Regions from separate parts of the Zea mays genome. Here region 2 is linked to region 1. The links are chromatin contacts, called in public Hi-C maps. All regions are on one chromosome and are shown on one strand. Each heading gives the region's core, a stretch centred on a gene start, on an enhancer-like site or on the middle of the called end of the contact. The rest is flanking DNA. Distances are from core to core; before and after follow the strand shown. Region 1 holds the start of LOC118476706. Region 2 holds the start of LOC103650687 (cellulose synthase-like protein G2).

Evidence for each region. A called contact is a pair of places that touch in the nucleus more often than the background predicts.
Region 2: a Hi-C map of leaf shows a contact between it and region 1, with 8 times the contacts expected there. The contact joins the promoter of LOC103650687 here to the promoter of LOC118476706 in region 1. A contact is called at or near these places in 2 of 25 Hi-C or Micro-C datasets (ear and leaf).

Annotation. Positions count from the first base shown.
Region 1 is chr3:146,830,734-146,835,104 of Zm-B73-REFERENCE-NAM-5.0, forward strand. LOC118476706 reads right to left here and starts at 1,648. Exons shown (of 1, transcript XM_035966327.1): 1 at 1,111-1,648. The coding sequence starts at 1,601. The coding sequence ends at 1,374. LOC100303930 reads left to right here. Exons shown (of 2, transcript NM_001368189.1): 1 at 1-379; 2 at 2,140-2,429. The coding sequence ends at 355.
Region 2 is chr3:147,100,593-147,104,690 of Zm-B73-REFERENCE-NAM-5.0, forward strand. It overlaps LOC103650687 (cellulose synthase-like protein G2), which reads left to right and starts at 1,754. Exons shown (of 5, transcript XM_020550344.3): 1 at 1,754-2,700; 2 at 3,026-3,133; 3 at 3,358-3,468; 4 at 3,559-3,774; 5 at 3,869-4,098. The coding sequence starts at 2,020.

The DNA of each region.
Region 1 (4,371 bases), core at 398-2,897:
AGGCACTTGCCAGCATTTAATTGGTGACTTGCTGAGGGTAAACAAACTTGAGGAGGCCCTGGCCCTTCTCAAGACAATGAAAACCTGCAAGTTCCCACCTTTTGCGGACCCGTTTCCTCCTTACATTGCCAAGTATGGGACAGTTGAAGATGCAAGGAACTTTTTCAAGGCATTGACAGTGAAAACTTCTCCAGCACCTGCTGCCTACCTGCATGTTCTCAAGTTGTTCTTTGCGGAGGGAAGATATTCTGAAGCTCAAGATTTACTGTACAAATGCCCTATTTACATCCGCAAGCACCCCCACGTCGCCAAACTGTTTGAATCAATAAAAATTGAGAGTGCCTCTGCCTCTTGATTGGGTTCAACCAAGCAATGATTGGTGAGGCTATGGTGAACCCTTACCTTTGCTTGCTAGCTAGCTTTCTGTTTTTAAGTAGCCTTGGTATTGGGTCTTTTAAAGACATATGGTTCAACTAAGTCGAATTTTAGTATATGCCACTTCCAGCCCATGACCTGCTGGCATATTCCCTTATAACTTATTAGCTTAAGAGGAAGGTGCCAACTGGCACGTCCTTGAGACTTTTTTTTGTTGTTGTAATCATTGCTTCTGCTTGCTAGATCGTTATACAGTTGGATTTTCCTTCAAAAATGACTAAGATGAATCAAAGCGCTTGCTCAGAGTTTGAACACCATGTTTGTTATTACTGGCGATTATTAATTTCAGGAGCTCTGAAATACAAATGCTTGGACAAATAAGCTTATATATGATTTCAACCACCAGCAGTATTACTTAATATTACTACATGCCACAATCATTTGATCTGGTGTAATGTCTGTTGCATTTTAACATGACAATTTTTACTAAACAAATGTGCTATGGAGCTACAGTCCCACATGTCCAGTCCATAGCCTTGGGAGATGCTGTGTGCTTCAGTGATACCTTGGTTTATTGGGGTACTCGTATGAGCATGTCAGGACTCTTCAACTATAAGCTCCTACAGCTTTCTTGTCAATGCTGTATTTCTGTTTGACACCACAGTTTTTTTTCTTATCTGATCGTGGAGTTGGCTAATAATTATAAGAATATGTATGCTCGACGCTTTACTATAATTTCCAAATAGAAGCAAATCAATTGCAAAGCCTCAGTATCATACATGAAAGTACTCCATGCAGCATTGTTGCAAATAATATTGCCACATAATTACACATCTCCAGATGATTACATTACTTTCTTATCCATATGCTATCAACAATGCGTTCACTCCACAAATATCCAAGGCTGCAAGCAGCATCTGTTATTTGAACTAGGACCTATAGACTATATAGAGACAAGCATAAGTATATAGTATTGACTTATTGAACTAGCAACACCTTTAAGTGGAAGGTTGGTACATGGTTGTGCTCTTCTGGAGTGCCCAAGCCCTGTGCTTAAGCTTGATGAAGTTCGAAGCTATTGTATCCACATCCTTGTTCTTGTCATCTTTCATTGGGGAGCCATACCCACCACTGGTTCCTGGTTCCTTCATAGCATTGGCTTGGTTATCCTGAATATCGACGTGTTTCCACTGGGCCTGTAAACGAAGGGGCTGGGCATGAGACATTGGACTTGCTTAGTTGTTCAAGGTATTGAGAAAATGCAAGGAAGGTCGGTATGCAGCTGGGATGTTTTGGTGCCACCTTCTTTTATAGGCCCAACGTGACATCTATTTTTCTACTAGGTAATCAAGCATCCGATTCTCTTTTGAAGAATTGCCTTGTTCCCTTTCTTCATTCAAATTTGTTAGGCGTCACATGTCTCATCTCTTTTACTACTGCTAGCAGTAGTTCAGCTGATTTTGACGGCTAGTATTTTACTTTTTGATTGTAAGGTTAGTTCCCAGTTAGGTTTCTTCTCTTCTCTTCTCCATTAAGAGAAACGTCAAGTTATGCTATAGGTCAAATATTATAGTTTTTTTTGTGTGTGTGTATGCTCAAATATGAATAGCAAGAAAAACATACATGGTGTAGTGTTTTTATTTGTTTTGTAGTGTCTAATATTTGAATGATCTGGGACTTGGCTTCGTGTTGCAGGGAAAACATTTGTTGTTCTCGTTCGGTTGAAAATGATTCTCTTTTATCTTTTTTTTGTCTCTTTTATAGTGAATAATTGGGTGGGAGGCAGAGAAGCAAGCAGAAAACATGGGTCTTGGTGGATAGATAGATAGGTTTGGCCAGGCCTGATGTTGATTGGTAACAGAAAAGCAGGTCTATGGAGTATATCGTAGTGTCTCTTGTTTGGAAGATGCTGCTTCCCTTGTGCACTGACAATATCTGCAGAATATCTATTGCGTGAGCATCTTAAGTTGTAGCTTTGATATTTATTCTGACTAAAACAAGGGCATTTTCTTATCATTTGGGAATCGATGCCAAAGTGCCATAGACTATTGGACAAGCAGCAATCTTTTTTTTTTTTTTGCTGACAACTAGTGAGATGTATGTATGGCATGCTTGGCCACAATAATTTCTTGATAGGATGTGCAGGTTTATATATGTGTTGCAGGTTTCCATGAATTTCCCCTCCGGCTTCCTCCCCACTATTCCTCCCAGCACCCTGTTCACTCTCCGCCTCCGCTCACGGCGGCCTCGCCCTGGTTGTCGACTATACATGTACAATTGAGACGGTCCCATGTCCACTAAAGCACGGCCTTAATTGTAGGTCGGGTTGTGCCCGCATATAGACTGAGCCCACGGCCCATAAATAATTATATGTGACGGGTTCAAATATCCCATAATGCAAGCATGGTCATAATTGTGGGTCGAGCCATCGACCCATAAATAGTCAAGTGTGTCGGGCCGGTGTCGAGCCGGCTTAAATATCCTATGATATTTTAGTGTGCTAGATTGGCCCATATATATGCAACATCAATACATATCCATACAATAGTAATACATAAACAGAGTTACAAATAAAATGGAGTTGTTTTATAGTCGTGGGTGTATCATTAAAAACATTTTCATATACAGACTCTATGTTTAGTGGGTTTCCTTTTTATATACGGGCTCTATGTTTAGTGGCCTTCAATGGGTCTAAGCTAAATGGGTCGTGCCAGACCGGCCCATGGGCTTGACTTGAGGCCCAGGCATGGCCCACACATTGTGTCATGTCGGTCTAGGCCCACAAATAATGTCGGTGTTTTGACCCGAGGGTCCTAACCAACCAGTGAATTTGTGCTACGTGTCCTGGTCCAGATGGGTGATGCAAGAAGACACAAAATTTATCCTGGTTCACGCAATAGAAGGCCCTACTTTCAGCGAGGGGATGATACTTATATTATCTTGCACCTAGATGCTTGTAGTAGGGGATACAAGCTGGTCGAGAGAGGGAGTGGATCCCAAGTCTCAACGAGTGATTGATGCTAGTGCCAATATCGATCATGGAGGGCAAACGATGAAGTGTTGTCGTATGGAGGCCCAGACTCCTTTTATAGCCTCAAGGGGGAACACAAGAGAACAAGGTTTATCATAGTTGTTGAGAGGGGGTGATCCCGAGCCCCTGTAGCAGTATGGCCACTAGAATGGTTCTTGTCTTGGTTGTTGTCTTTGATCAGGAGGTGGATGTCTGGTTCCTGTATCCGTATCTTGACCAAGTAGAGAGTCAAGGCTACGGTCGGGGCCTCAGATGCGTACATGAACCCATCTTATGGACGAGACGTCTGAGCCGTAGTGGTTGAAATAGTGATGAGTATGGTGAAAAGTGCATGGTAATCCGGCCCGTATGGCGTAAAGCGGACTTGACACCAGCCCTGTGGTTTCTATAGCCATCCCGTTGTCAACGATTTTTGCAGAAGGGTTGGTGGCGTCGGGCATCCTTCTATCGATGTTGTTTGGCTGAGGATATGCTCGGGCGGGACGAAGGTTTCTCTTGAGGTCATGGTCGGGCCTGCGCCTGGACACACAATCATGATGGGAGTGGTCAGAACAGTAGTCGGGGTGGTCTCCTGCAGGATTTGTAGGGAGTTGGTGGTGAAAGTCGCCTAGAGGGGGGTGGATAGGCGAAACCTGAAAATTATAACTTTACACCCCAGCTAGACCCCTCGATTAGTGGTTAGAACAAGATACACAATTATCGGAGTATAAAAACTAAGTCCTTTGCTTGTAAAGAGTATTGCTAAATAATGTGGAATTGATAAATCAATACTACTAATAAGTCTATGAGAATAAAGCAAGATGGCTTAGATAAGAAGATCAATAACTCAAGTTCTCTCTTGCAAGGTGTTGCTTCACTAAATGAGAATTTAACTTAAAGCAACACCAAATGGTATTAGCAAAGAATAGTGCAAGAAAAACTTAGAAAGGGAAAGAACAAACAAATCACAAGCAATAAGCACACGA
Region 2 (4,098 bases), core at 504-3,003, 270 kb after region 1:
ACTCGTCCTTTCTTGAGTTATATACCTTCTCTTTGAGTTACTATAACGTTGGCTTGTAATATTACAGACCCAACTAGAAGAAGAGAGCAGGGAACGTCAAGAGATGGAGGCGAGGATAATGGCGGAGCGGGCGGCGGCTGATCAGAGGATGGCGGAGATGTTCCAGTACATGCAGAGCCTTGGCGCCGCACAGGGCATCGCTCCGTCACCTCCATTGTTCCCCCAGTTGACCCTACTCTCTTCCACACTCCTGTGAGTATCAAAATTGTAGTTACATGTTTGTAATGCATCTGGTATAACACATGTAATCTCTTCTCTGTGCAGGGCCAATCTGGGGCGGCATCCAACAACCCTCCGGAAGGGTTCAGCCCAACGCAGCCCAGGTCAAACCGCCCACCTCCATGAGTGGTGTTTTCATTGTTGTAGACTTCAAAACTTATGTATAATACTTATGTCTGTGTTTGATACTTATGTGAGAGCTTGCGACGTTTGAGACTTATGTTTGTGTTTAATACGTGTGTTGAACACTTATGTTTGTGATGGATATTTATGTTTGTGTTGGCTATTTATGTCTGTGATGATATCTGTGATGTATATATGTGATATGTATGTGATATCTTCTGTTTGTGTGGATGGAATACAAAAAACAAATAAAAAAGGTATATACTGGTCACTTTGCCGAGTGTTACACTCGGCAAAGAGCACAGACCTGGGCACCGGCTTAGGTTCTTTGCCGAGTGTTATGTCGCTGGCACTCGGCAAAGAGGTCGGCTTTGCCGAGTGCCGCACAAAACACTCGGCAAAGAGCCTGACATGGGGACCCTCTCTGGCGGGCTCTTTGCCGAGTGTCCCAACTGGCACTCGGCAAAGAAGACGGCTTTGCCGAGTGCTGCCAGAAAGACACTCGGCAAAGATATCTTCGTTGCCGAGTGTCAACGTTGACACTCGGCAAAGCCGCCGTCTCCATCACCCAGCGCCGTAACGGCCGCTTTTCTTTGCCGAGTGCTCCCTGGCACTCGGCAAACATCTTTGCCGAGTGCCCGACAAAAAGCACTCGACAAAGAAGGCTTTGTCGATGTACTGTTTGCCGAGCCTTCTTTGCCGAGTGTTTTTAATGCTTCGCCGAGTGCTTCAGGCACTCGGCAAAGCTATTGATTCCGGTAGTGACTCGGTGTTGTTGAAAACAGTAACCGAAGTGGGGGAATAGTGTCTGGTATTCGCGCCCTCACGTCGTTGTGGGTGGTGAAAGTAGATTTGAACGCGGTCGCATAGTCCTTTGTTGACTTCGTTGTCTTCGATGGGGTCAGTGTTCGTACATTGTGCATTAAATGCGCACGTCCTGAGGTTCTGAGAATTTTCGTCGAGGACGGGCTCGTGGCTGGACCCTCGCCCGAGATGCCCTCAGCGAGGCAGATATGCATTTTCCATCCAAGGGTGCCCCTGGTGAGTCGCAGACCCATGCAGGCGTAGCGTTCACCCGAGGATGGGCTCGAACGAAGCGTAGTTGTGCGGCCGGCAAGCGAAGCCTTGGGTGAATCGTGATTTGGTCCTACATGATCTTGGAGGTCTGGCAGCGCGTTTACTCTGTGATTCCCTGGTACTCGAGTGTTCTGGTATGATTAGGGATATAATCTGGTTACTCTTAATTATGATACCCAACAAGTAAATATAATTTAATCATAAAACTAATTATATATATAAACTAAATCACAAGACAAATTTATTAAATCTAATTAGTCCATGATTCGCTAATATGATGCTACAGTAAGCATTTGCTAATTATGAATTAATTAGGATTAAAAATTATTATCCACGTGTGTTAAAGTAAATCAGAGTATAAATTAGTTTAAGTTATACTCTAATTCATCTTAATTCACGCGGATTGAGCTGAAGGCCGTAGGGCCGTAGGGTGATGCCCAGTCCCAGTCTCGGCCGGCCAGCTCTCTTTTAGTAGAGACACTCTGCCACAGCGTAGCCTAGCATAGCGTCCACTAGCTAGCTAGCTAGCTAGCATCAGTCATGGAGGATGGCGCCGAGAAGGCGACGACACCGGATTCTTCTTCTTCGCAAGCGGCACCGCCAGCGCTGAGCGCGGTGTACGTGAACAGGCGCCTCGTGGCGGGCAACCGCGCCATGGCCGCCGTCCACGTCGCGCTGGTCGCCACGGTCATCGGCCAGCGCGCCCTGGCGCTGCTCTCTGCTGGAACCAGCAGCGCGTCGCCCGCGTCCCGGTCCCTGCAGGTGCAGCACGTGGCCATGGCGCTGGCCGACCTGACGCTGCTGTTCGTGTGGGCGCTGTCGCAGTCGGGGCTGTGGCGTCCCGTGACGCGCGCCGCGTTCCCGGGCCGGCTGCTGGCGGCGGTGCCCCGCGGCGCGCTCCCGCGCGTGGACGTGCTGGTGGTGACGGCCGACCCGGACAAGGAGCCGCCTCTCGGGGTGGTGAACACGGTGGTGTCGGCGATGGCGCTGGACTACCCCGGCGGCAAGCTGAGCGTGTACCTGTCGGACGACGCCGGGTCGCCGCTCACGCTGCTCGCCGCCCGTAAGGCCTACGCCTTCGCTGCCAGGGCCTGGGTGCCCTTCTGCAGGAGGCACTCCGTGCAGTGCCCCTGGCCGGACAGGTACTTCGCCGGCGACGACGACGACGCTGACGGCGATCGGCGGCGGGAGGAGCTCGCGGAGGAGAGGGCAAGAGTCAGGGTACATGTCTGTCTGTCTGTCTCTAGTGTTTTGCTTTTGATTAGACTATTTTTTTTCTTTTCCGGTCCCTCTGGGCGTGACGTGTGTGATGACGTCAAAGTGGCACATCGGGATGGAGTCTCCAACACACTCCAAAGTCCAAACTCCAAAGTGCCGTAATCAGTGTCACGTGGAAGTGGAACAACCATTTTCGTCCTCATGCATTGCATGCATGGTAACGAAAATAGAAAAAAAACACGAGGGTGGGGTAGTGGCCTGACGTGGACAGGTAACTGGATTAGGGCTGGTTTTGTGTGGCCTGCTGATTTATTTATTTATTTTTCAGAAACTATACGAGAAGTTGAAAGCGGATATAGAGGCGGCTAAGAATGACGAGACTATTTCTGGGAGCTGGTCAAAAGACAAACGTCAGAATCACGATGCTTACGTGGAGGTAAAACTTGTTACTCACTCCCTTCTAATGACCGAGGAAAATTAAGAGTGAGATTGGTTGAAGACTCAATTAGACCGAAAAGACTTTATTCTAGTTTTTAAGAATAGAGTTATTTTATTATGTGTTTTGTAAGTAAATCAAATATCTAGAAAATAGAAATAAAGTTTCTCAGCTTCTTTCTTATTAAATACCGACGCACCATAAGAGCATCCGATCCGTGGCAGATCATCGAAGACGGCGACGGCGTTGAGGAGATTCCGGCGCTGGTGTACGTAGCCCGCGAGAAGCGGAGAGCGTGGCCTCACCACTTCAAGGCCGGCGCTCTCAACGCCCTGGTACATTATAGGCACAGATTTTGTAGTAATCTGGTCTGGACTGGAACAACAACAACAACAATAATAATAATGGATCATGCATGCATGCAGCTGCGAGTGTCGGGCGTGGTGAGCAACGCGCCCTACGTGCTGGTCCTCGACTGTGACATGGCCTGCAACAGCCGCGCCTCCGCCCTGGACGCCATGTGCTTCCTCCTCGACCGCAGGCCGCCGCCGGACAGCCTCGCCTTCGTGCAGTTCCCGCAGCTGTTCCACAACCTCAGCCACAAGGACATCTACGCCAACGAGCTCAGATACATCTTCGGGGTATATATATACTAGCTAGCTACCTACCATGCATCTTAATTTGCTTATTGCTTGTCGTTAACCCCGCCGCCGATCGTCCGTCCGTCCGTATCAGACCCGATGGTTCGGCCTGGACGGCGTCCGGGGCCCTCCCCTCTCCGGCTCCGGCTTCTACGTCAGGAGAGACGCGCTTTACGGGGCCACACCGACCGCGGACTTCATGCCCGATGCCACCGCCGTCGCCGAGCTCAAGACAAGGTTCGGCCACTCCGACCGTCTCGTGGCATCCTTACGCAGCCCCGGCGTTCCACCAGAAGCAGAAGCGATGATGTCCCTTGCGGCGCT